Linked DNA regions of Pan troglodytes: region 1 is linked to region 2. A link is a contact called in public Hi-C data. All regions are on one chromosome and are shown on one strand. Each heading gives the region's core, a stretch centred on a gene start, on an enhancer-like site or on the middle of the called end of the contact. The rest is flanking DNA. Distances are from core to core; before and after follow the strand shown.

Region 1 (4,158 bases), core at 438-2,937, 340 kb after region 2:
CCCAGACTGGAGTACAGGCTACAGTGCAGTGGTGCGATCTCAGCTCACTACAGTCTCAACCTCCCAGGGTCAGGTGATTCTCCCACCTCAGCTGACCAGGTGGCTGGGACTATATGCCACCACGCCCAGCCAATTTTTTGTATTTTTTGTAGAGACAGAGTTTCGCCATGTTGCCCAGGCTGGTCTCGAACTCCTGGGCTCAGTTAATCTGCCTCAGCCTCCCAAAGCGCTATGATGGCAGGCATGAGCCACCACACCCAGCCCTGATTTTCCTAAAGCTTTGTGGCTTGATATATCAGTTGAATTATGTTGGTCTAAAAATGAGATGTAGTCAAACTCATGGTTTAAAAAAAAAATCCTGTTTAAAACCAGATTATTTGGCCAGGCGAGGTGGCTCACTCCTGTAATCCCAGCACTTTGGGAGGCCGAGGCGGGCGGATCACAAGGTCAGGAGATCAAGACCATCCTGGCTAACAAGGTAAAACCCCGTCTCTACTAAAAAATACAAAAAATTAGCTGGGCATGGTGGTGGGCGCCTGTAGTCCCAGCTACTCAGGAGGCTGAGGCAGGAGAATGGCGTGAACCCAGAAGGCAGAGCTTGCAGTGAGCCGAGATTGCGCCACTGCACTCCAGCCTAGGTGAGAGCGAGACTCTGTCTCAAAAAACAAAAAAAAGAAAAACCAGATTATTTGATAAAAAACTTTTTCTTCACTTGCAGTAAAGCTAATTTGATAAATTTGTGAATTTCAGCCAGAATTTATAATTTTATCTCCTTTACAATAAAAAATACATCTACCCTAAATGACAAATTTGTAGATCATCTCAATTGCCATATATTGCATAACTATTGTGCAGGAATATTGTGAAGGAAGCACTTTTCAGGCCTTTTTTTTCTAATTTAATTTTCCCAATAACCCTAGAAAGAAGCTAGGTATTATTACTAGCTTCTTCTTTCTTTTTTCTTTTTTTTTTTTTTTTTGATACAGAGTCTCACTCTGTTGCCCAGGCTGGAGGGCAGTGGCACAATCTCGGCTCACTGCAGCCTCTGCCTCCCAGGTTCAAGCAATTCTCCTGCCTCAGCCTCCCAAGCAGCTGGGACTACAGACACGCGCCACCATGCCCAGCTGATTTTTTGTATTTAGAGTAGAGACGGGGTTTCACCGTGTTGGCCAGAGTGGTCTCGAACTCCTGATCTCAGGTGATCTGCCCGCCTCAGCCTCCCAAAGTGCTGGAATTATAGCCATGAGCCACTGCACCTGGCCTACTATCTCCTTTCTTAAAGAAGAGTAAACTAGGACTTAGGAAGGTGAAATAACGTCCCAAGGTCAAAGGTGAAACCTGGTCAGTCTCCCTCGGACGCCCAAGTTCTTCTCTTCTCTGCTCTGCTCTCTGCAATGTGTCAGTCATCCCTGCGCATGTGAATAACCTGAGGTACTTGTTGAAAACACAGATTCCGAGGCACCAGTCCTGCAGGTTCCAATCCGGCACCCTTGTTCTTGTTGCTGGGAATATGCATTGATGACAAGCAGCAGAGGCTATTCTAAAACAGATGCTGTAGTGCCTCGCTTTGAGAACCAGAGCTCCAGGAACTATTAAACATCCAGTACCTCCTAGTCCAGCCCCCAGAGATTAAATGCCTTCCTCAAGGCTGCTCCATAACAGAACAGGGCTGGGATCAGAAGGGACCCAGCCGGCCCAGCATTCTTTCCACCACATTCCAGTGGAGAAAAAATTCAAGTTTCTGAGAGAGCTTTGTTCTTCCCCTCATTTTTTCAGTTCTTCAAGCAGCCAAACTCCCCTGGAGCGTCAAACAATATGTTCAAGGCCAGCACGGAAAAATGACACCACTAATTCGAAAAGTCTCAGTGCTTTTTGCCCACGTACTGCCAAAATTGGAAGCAGTGAAAATCATTTAAATATTACTTTTCTTTAATTGTGAGAATATCAGTGTGTGAAAATTGCCATGTGTAACCTTAAGAGTTGTTACAGCTTTCTAAAAAGCAAGCTTGCCTTTTCCAACTGCCATTCAGCAAGTATTGTTTCTCATTTTACACATCCCCATTAAATTCTCAGCACAGTATTAGACCTATACAATATCTAAATGCAGTTCAGAACTGCTTCTTAACATAGATGTAAATGGAAGTCTTATAATTCTATGAGATTATTATAGCTAAATTTACTGTTACACTGCCGTTCTCTGAGTTATTACCCTGAGATTGGTGTTTTACTCTCTGTATTTACCCAGTTTGTGTTGAATGAGCAAACATCAAGATTATTGGCTTAATGCCAAGGTTCAACAAACAATTGTTCCCCTGTTTGTGGGCTTATTTATTTATTTCTGGTTGTTCTCTGCAAGAATCTGTCAAACCAACTCTCTTAAAGGGATACCTAAAATATGCCTGGACTCTATTTTGGGGCAACACCATTCATTCATTACTGGTGTTATTGCAAGTATTGGCAAATGAATTGCAAAAATCTTGATTATGCAAATGTGTTGTCGTGTGTGTGTGTTTTTAATGGCAATATTCTGATTCAAATTTCCTTTAGTAATCGCAGTTTTCTTTATCACACAACTGTTCACAGACAGATTTGTGAGCTTCCTAAATGTGCTTGTTACAGTAACTGAGGCTACCTGCCCCAGCAGATTCAGAGCCAGAAACTTCAGAGACCCCTTATAACTGAGCAACACAATGTATATGAGGGATGAGGGGTGACTGTTTTCAAGTAATGGAATGTTTGGGTTGAAATGTCTGGCAAAGGGATGTGAAGAACCAGAACAACATGGGATTTTAAAATTAGATCTTACACCAGGTGCGGTGGCTCATGCCTATAAGCCCAGCACTTTGGGAGGCCAAGGCAGGATCACCTGAGGTCAGGAGTTCGAGACCAGCCTGGTCAACATGGTGAAATCCTGTCTCTACTAAAATACAAAAATTAGCTGGGTGTGGTGGCGGGCGCCTGTGATCCCAGCTACTTGGGAGGCTGAGGCAGGATAATCACTTGGACAAAGGAGGCGGAGGTTGCAGTGAGCCGAGATAGTGCCACTGCACTCCAGCCTGGGCAACAAGAGCAAAACTCCATCTCAAAAAAAATTTTTAATTTAATTTAAAAATAAAATTTGATCTTGAATTCAAGATGACACTCAAAATGCCACCTGTTTCCTACAAGCTGGTGCCCTCTTGTGTTTTTCCAGAAGCCACGGTGCTCCCTGCAGTACATCTCAGATGCAACACAGTGAAGTGTCGTTCCCGCCCTATAGCCCCCCTGTTGAACAGAGTGCTGCAGCGAAGCATGGGAGGGCCTATCAGCTGAATGAAGCCACTTAACATGTTTTAAAGGCCTGGGAATTCTGTTATTTAATGAGATACATTCCCTTGTGTGGCATTTATACCCTCGGAGTTTTTTGCCCTTCTGAAAGTAGCACAAACTCTGGCTGCTCGGGTTCCTTGTAGTGATTTAATAAGTTTGTGGGAGTTACTTTATCATTTTAAATCTGGGATCAGCAAACATGTTCCATAAGAGGCTGGATAATAAAGATTTTAGGCTTTGCAGACCATATGATCTCTGCCATAACTACTCAACTCTGCCAGAAAAGCAGCTGTTGGTGATAATATGTAAACAAATGGGAATGTCTGTGTTCCAATAAAACTTTATTTACAAACACTGACATTTGAATTTCATATAATTTTCACAAATCACTAAATCGTACTCTCCTTCATTTTTTTTTCAGCCACTTAAAACACAAAATTCATTCTTAGCTCATGTGTCCTATAAAGACAGAGTGGGCAAGATTTGGTCGGTGGGTTTTCTAGTCTTTGCTTTAGACTAATAGTAGGCTGTTAAAGTAGAAATGCCAACATTAGCCACTAGCTGCCCTCATTTACCTAATCCTCAACAAGCACTCAAAATATTAGCTATTATTGTAATAATTAGTCCATTGAGACATGTTTGGGAATGAAAATCAGTACATAATTTTTCTATTTATGGAAAGATGCCAGTAAACTCAGTAAATGTGGTACTGGGATTAGAAGTGATTTCTCCATGTGACTTTCTACTTCTTAGAAAAGCTTAGAGCTGGAATTGATATCAGAAAGCTTCCACCATGGAATCTGAAGCCTCTGGGCTGCCTATGACTCACCCTGCCCTAATACCTTGCCC
Region 2 (4,658 bases), core at 1,563-4,062:
GACAAACCCACCTGAATGGACGAGGAACACTGTCTGTTGCCATGGCAGCCTGATCTAATTACATGAGTGATCAGGACTGGAGTAAGTGCACCGAAAACCTACACCACTGACAGGCAGCCAGGAGGTTCAGGGGAGCCCTTCAACCTCTGCTTTATGTAGAAGATGGCATTCAAGTCCATTTATTTGCGGAGCTGCTAAAATATTGACTGATGCATGCACAGTGAGAGGGCAATCAGAGGAGATTAAATGCCACAGCGCTAGCCGTTATGGTGCAATCCCTTTCCAAGAGTTCCTGTGCAGGATTTTCTCTTCTCTCTGGTGGTTTCCTCAGGCATAAGCTTCATTCCAAAAAAAGCTCAAGTATCAAACTACCTTTACCCATCAAATAAACCGAAGGGTGGGCTTAAGGGGGGCTTCTAGGAACTGCAGCCTCCTAAAAAACCCAAACAGAAATGTCTCAGCTAACACTGTTGAAAAAGTAACTAGCTGTGCCTAAAAATAACCAAGTAACTACCCACTGCTGTGTGCAATATATAACAATGATGTTTAAATATTAAAAACAGCCTGCATTATAAAACACAAATGTCATTGAGATGTGACTACTAGATTGCCAAAGGAGAACTTTATTTGCATACACACATTCCCGTGCATGCACGACAGGATGTGCAGGGAGAAAGCCACTGTAAGGCATTAGTTTTTATTCTGTGGGTGTAACAGGGTCTTCTAATTTTGCTAATTGTATCCTGTGGATCTCACAGGGAAGCTAAGAATCTCTTCGGGGACAGAACCAGTTTGGAGGAGTCCCTACTGCACAGCATACGGTAAACAAAATAAAAATAGCTTGCCTTTCTTGTTAGCCACATCGCGCATTATATAACCAGCTTCTTCCGACTGGCTTTTTTTTTTTTTTTTTTTTTTTGCCCTTACTACTCTTCAGCAATTTCCCTCTTCTCAAATATTTATATTACCCTTTTATCTGTAGGATTATATACCAAGAAAGCAAAACAAAACAGAGCAGCCACGGGCTCGAACCGAACCCCCGCCGTCCTTAGAAACTGATTTTTTTTTGTTTTGTTTTGTTTTGTTTTCTGGCAGAGTCTCGATCACCACCCTACTTCCACCCCCCACTAAGGTTCTTGCTCAATCTCCCTAGAAAACCTGAATTGTTTCATCCCTTTCAGTCAGCCCCCTACGTGGTCTGAAACAAAATGAAAGCACAAGCCACGGAGTTTAAGAAGGCAGCCTGAAGGCGGGGGGCTGAAGAGGGGTCGGGGCGCTGCAGAGTCAGCCAAGTAGCCAAGGAAGGGCTCCCTCCGCGTCGCGACGGCCCTCGCCCCCCGCCCGGCGCGCGCGCGCACACACAAATACACACACACACACTCACTCACACACACACACACTCACACTCACGCCGCGCTCCGACACCGCCTCACCTCTCGCTCCGCCCGTCCGGCCCCCTTCCCTGCCCCCTGCGGGACCGGCCTGCGCGCAGCACTGGAACCACGTAGGAGGCGGCGGCGGCGCCCCCGGGAGTGGCAGAGTCTCCGGCCCGGCCCAGAGTGAACGAGCAGTGGGGCTCCAGGGCGCATCCCAATCCCCGCAGCGCCTCCTCCGCGGCCGCCGCCTCCTCCTCCTCCTTCCCCTCCTCCTGGCTTCATTCACCCTCCCAGCAGCCGCGCAGCCGTTCACTCCCGGCTCAGGGCAGCGCCTGCCGCGGCTCCTCGTCTCCTGCCGCGGGTGCTGGCGGGGGCGCCGGCCCGGACTGGGGCGCTCGCGGGCTCCCGGCTCCGGGCGGCGGCTGCCGCTGCACATGATCAGGAAGCGGCCGCACTAACAGGGCGGCGGTGGCGGCGGCGGCCAGGGCCGTCACCGCCACTCCAGCCGCGCTCCAGGCACCCGCACACCCGCTACCCCCGCGCGGTCCCCGAGGCCACCCCTCTGCGCCCCCCGCCCGGCACCCGGCCGCGCGCAAAGTCCCGTCCCGGCTGCAGGAGCAGTCCCTTCCCCGCCCGCAGCCGCACACCCGGCGAGGCCGGCCCTCCGAGGGGAGACCCCCGCCCCAGGGCGCCGAGGCCGGGCGACCACCCGCGGAGAAGTCCAGCCCTCCGTGAGACCCCCTCTCTCTCACCGCCCTCTCCGGGGAGGAGGAATGGGAAGAGGGCGGCCGGGAAAGGGACCACCCCCCCAACCTCGGCCGCCGCCGCCTCCCCCCTGCGCCACCCGGAGGGAGGAGGACATGGCTCTCCGCACTCGCGACCGGACCAGCAGCCGGGGGAGCGGGGCGCCGCCGCCGCTCTCCCCGCCCGCGCCCCCCGCCCGGGCGCGCCCCCTAGCCCGGCGGGCGCCCACCCAGCCCCTGACAGCCCCCCCGCCGGCCGCCCCTGCGCCCAGAGTGGGGGTGTCGGCCCGGGAGCCTGGAGCCGGGGACGGTTGTATGTACACACATACACACACACACACACACACGCACACAGAACACGACGCGTCGATTTCCTTCGCTCCTCTTCCAGCTGTTTTCCGTGCAGCCGATTGGGGTTTTGGGTTTGTTTGCTGGTTGTTGCTTTTGCCCCTCTCGGGAGATCGGGGGAGGAGGGATTTTAATCTAAATAAGGGGAGAAGGGAATGGGGGAGGGGGGAAAGAATCGGAGGAGGAAAAAAAAATAGTCACTTACTGTAAAGTGTAAATGGATCTGGGGTTGCGTGGGGAAGGGGGGGCAGAGGGAGAGAAACAATGTCTTGCGGCTGCTGTTGCTCTGGCTGCTGCTCCACGGGGCTTGTTTTGGATCCCCCTGCAGTGAAACAGGTCCTGTACGGCTCCGCCACTGTAGTAGAAATGATGTCTGCGGTATACTCTGCTCTCTCCTCCTCCTCCTCCTCCTCCTCCCCCTCCTCCCGCTCCCCTCCCCTCCCTCCTCCCTCCGCCCGCCCGCCCTCCCTCCCTCGCGCTCTCTCGCGCTCGCTCGCTCGCTCGCTCCAGTATGTAAATGTGTAATAGAAGCCAAATATGGAGCAGTTGGCTGCCGCCGCCGCAGCTCAAGGATCCGACTTCATGGGGGTGGGGGGCACCCTCTGGCGGGCGGCCCGGCGAGCCGCACAGAGCACGGCGAGCGCACCGCGCGGCGGCCGGCCCGCGCCCTTAACCCTTCGCTGCGCGCCGCCCGGGGAGGCGGGCATCTTTCTCAAAGAGTGGCTCGGGATGGGGTGCGGGGGAGGGGAGACGAGGATCGGAGGGCAAGGTTCCTTCCAGGTTTGGGAAGGGGGCGGGGAGCTGGGCGATGAGGTAATTTGAGCGGTGACGGGTCGGTCCTCGCGCGCCTCCCTGGGTCCCTGCACCTAGTTGGAGGGGACTGAACGACAACGGGGCGCTACTCAGGCAACCTGGGGGACTCCCCCAAGGGCTGTCAGGCTTCAGCTGGGAGCCGATGCAACACCCCAGTGGGGAGGGGAGGTCGGCCAATTCTAATCCCGACGTGTCCTTGGTCCCAGGCGCTCGGAGCAGCATCTGAGAGGGCTCACTCTGATCAGCAGCTGCACGTTAAGCCGCAAACCGGCGTCGCTTCGGCGTTCCGGAACCCAGGCCTGGGGGCCGCGGGGATTGCCTCTGCGTGCAACTCCGGAAAGTTTCAAGGGGTCCCCCGACTGCACAGGTACCCTCACCTTTCCTGCCGGCGAACGCTGGCGACCGCCCGACCCTGCCCTCTTTCTCTCTTCGCACGCAGGTCCGGAAATCGGCTTTGATATGGAACTACTCCGCTCTAGCCTGGAAAGGAGACCCGCGCACTCCTCTCGCAGCTAATTTCGGATCATTAATTTAATCGGAAATGAGGTAACCAGTGTAGGAGACAGAGAAAGCAACCGGAGCATCAAATGGCAGTTCTCGAGAATCGACGAGGAACTTAAATCTGGACTCAGGGTTTCAGTGCGGTCTCCGACTCCCACCACCCCGCCCCTCCGCCTGTCTCGCCGCCAGGTGTGACCTCCACGCGAAGGAATCTTCTTCGGATGGGTGCACCTTGCCAACAGGTGTGGCACCTGGAGGACTAGGAGGCGCCTCCAGACTAAGGGCGCTCAGTGCGGCGTTCTTGTTGCAGATGATTCTGGAAGGCCGGTAGGTGTCGGGCGACATTTGACCTTCTTCAGGTGCGTAGAACTAAGTGTCTGGAAACATGATCCCTTCGCGTAAGTTTCTTTCTGAAAGCCACCAATCTTGACCGTAAGCTGTATTTGAGAGATCTTTTGGCTGAGTTTACTTATGACCTAACGGTTAGTCACCAACTGAGGCAGGGCACAGGATGACCAAAAAAAAGTGTCAGTTTTTACACAACTCTGGCCTGCAAGAGCCTACGTGCTTCATAAATAAAAATAAACATACGAGCGAGGAAGGTGCAGAGCCCCGGAGATATTTTTTTCTCACATTTTTGAAATACCATGCACATATATGTGGCTATTTAAGTATAACTACTAGTGTTCACTCTTACTGATTTCTACAACTTTTTTTTTTCCATTTAAAAATCGATTATTGTTACGGTTTAAACCTCGGGTTGGTCTAAAGTGACATTGTTGGTCTCATTACAGCCTCTAGTGGACAGTTAACATCAGTTTCCTGAAAAGGCTCTGACTGGTTTTGTTTTCGTTGACAAGCTTTGTCAAGGTGAAAG

Evidence for each region. Hi-C and Micro-C count contacts between places; a contact is called where the count stands out from the background.
Region 1: a Hi-C map of stem cell-derived neural progenitor cells shows a contact between it and region 2, with 6 times the contacts expected there. The contact joins the enhancer-like site here to the promoter of LOC134810271 in region 2. A contact is called at or near these places in 3 of 7 Hi-C or Micro-C datasets (blood, induced pluripotent stem cells and stem cell-derived neural progenitor cells), 1 of 1 datasets of contacts at active chromatin or transcription factors (stem cell-derived excitatory neurons) and 1 of 1 other capture datasets (stem cell-derived neural stem cells).

Annotation. Positions count from the first base shown.
Region 1 is chr5:23,055,559-23,059,716 of NHGRI_mPanTro3-v2.0_pri, forward strand. The region is part of intron 2 of STMND1 (stathmin domain containing 1); the gene reads left to right. All of the region lies in intron 2 of LOC107975075 (a long non-coding RNA gene), which reads right to left. Among named protein-coding and RNA genes, the nearest start is that of STMND1, 84 kb to the left of the region's middle. Within about 2 kb of position 1,688, at least 8 of the 24 cell types and tissues checked have an H3K27ac peak or open chromatin away from gene starts, as enhancers often do. A contact at or near this core is called in stem cell-derived neural progenitor cells and stem cell-derived neural stem cells, where this site is marked.
Region 2 is chr5:22,717,092-22,721,749 of NHGRI_mPanTro3-v2.0_pri, forward strand. It overlaps LOC134810271, which reads right to left and starts at 2,813. Exons shown (of 3, transcript XR_010157909.1): 1 at 2,673-2,813. It overlaps LOC134810272 (a long non-coding RNA gene), which reads left to right and starts at 3,065. Exons shown (of 5, transcript XR_010157911.1): 1 at 3,065-3,647; 2 at 3,720-4,140.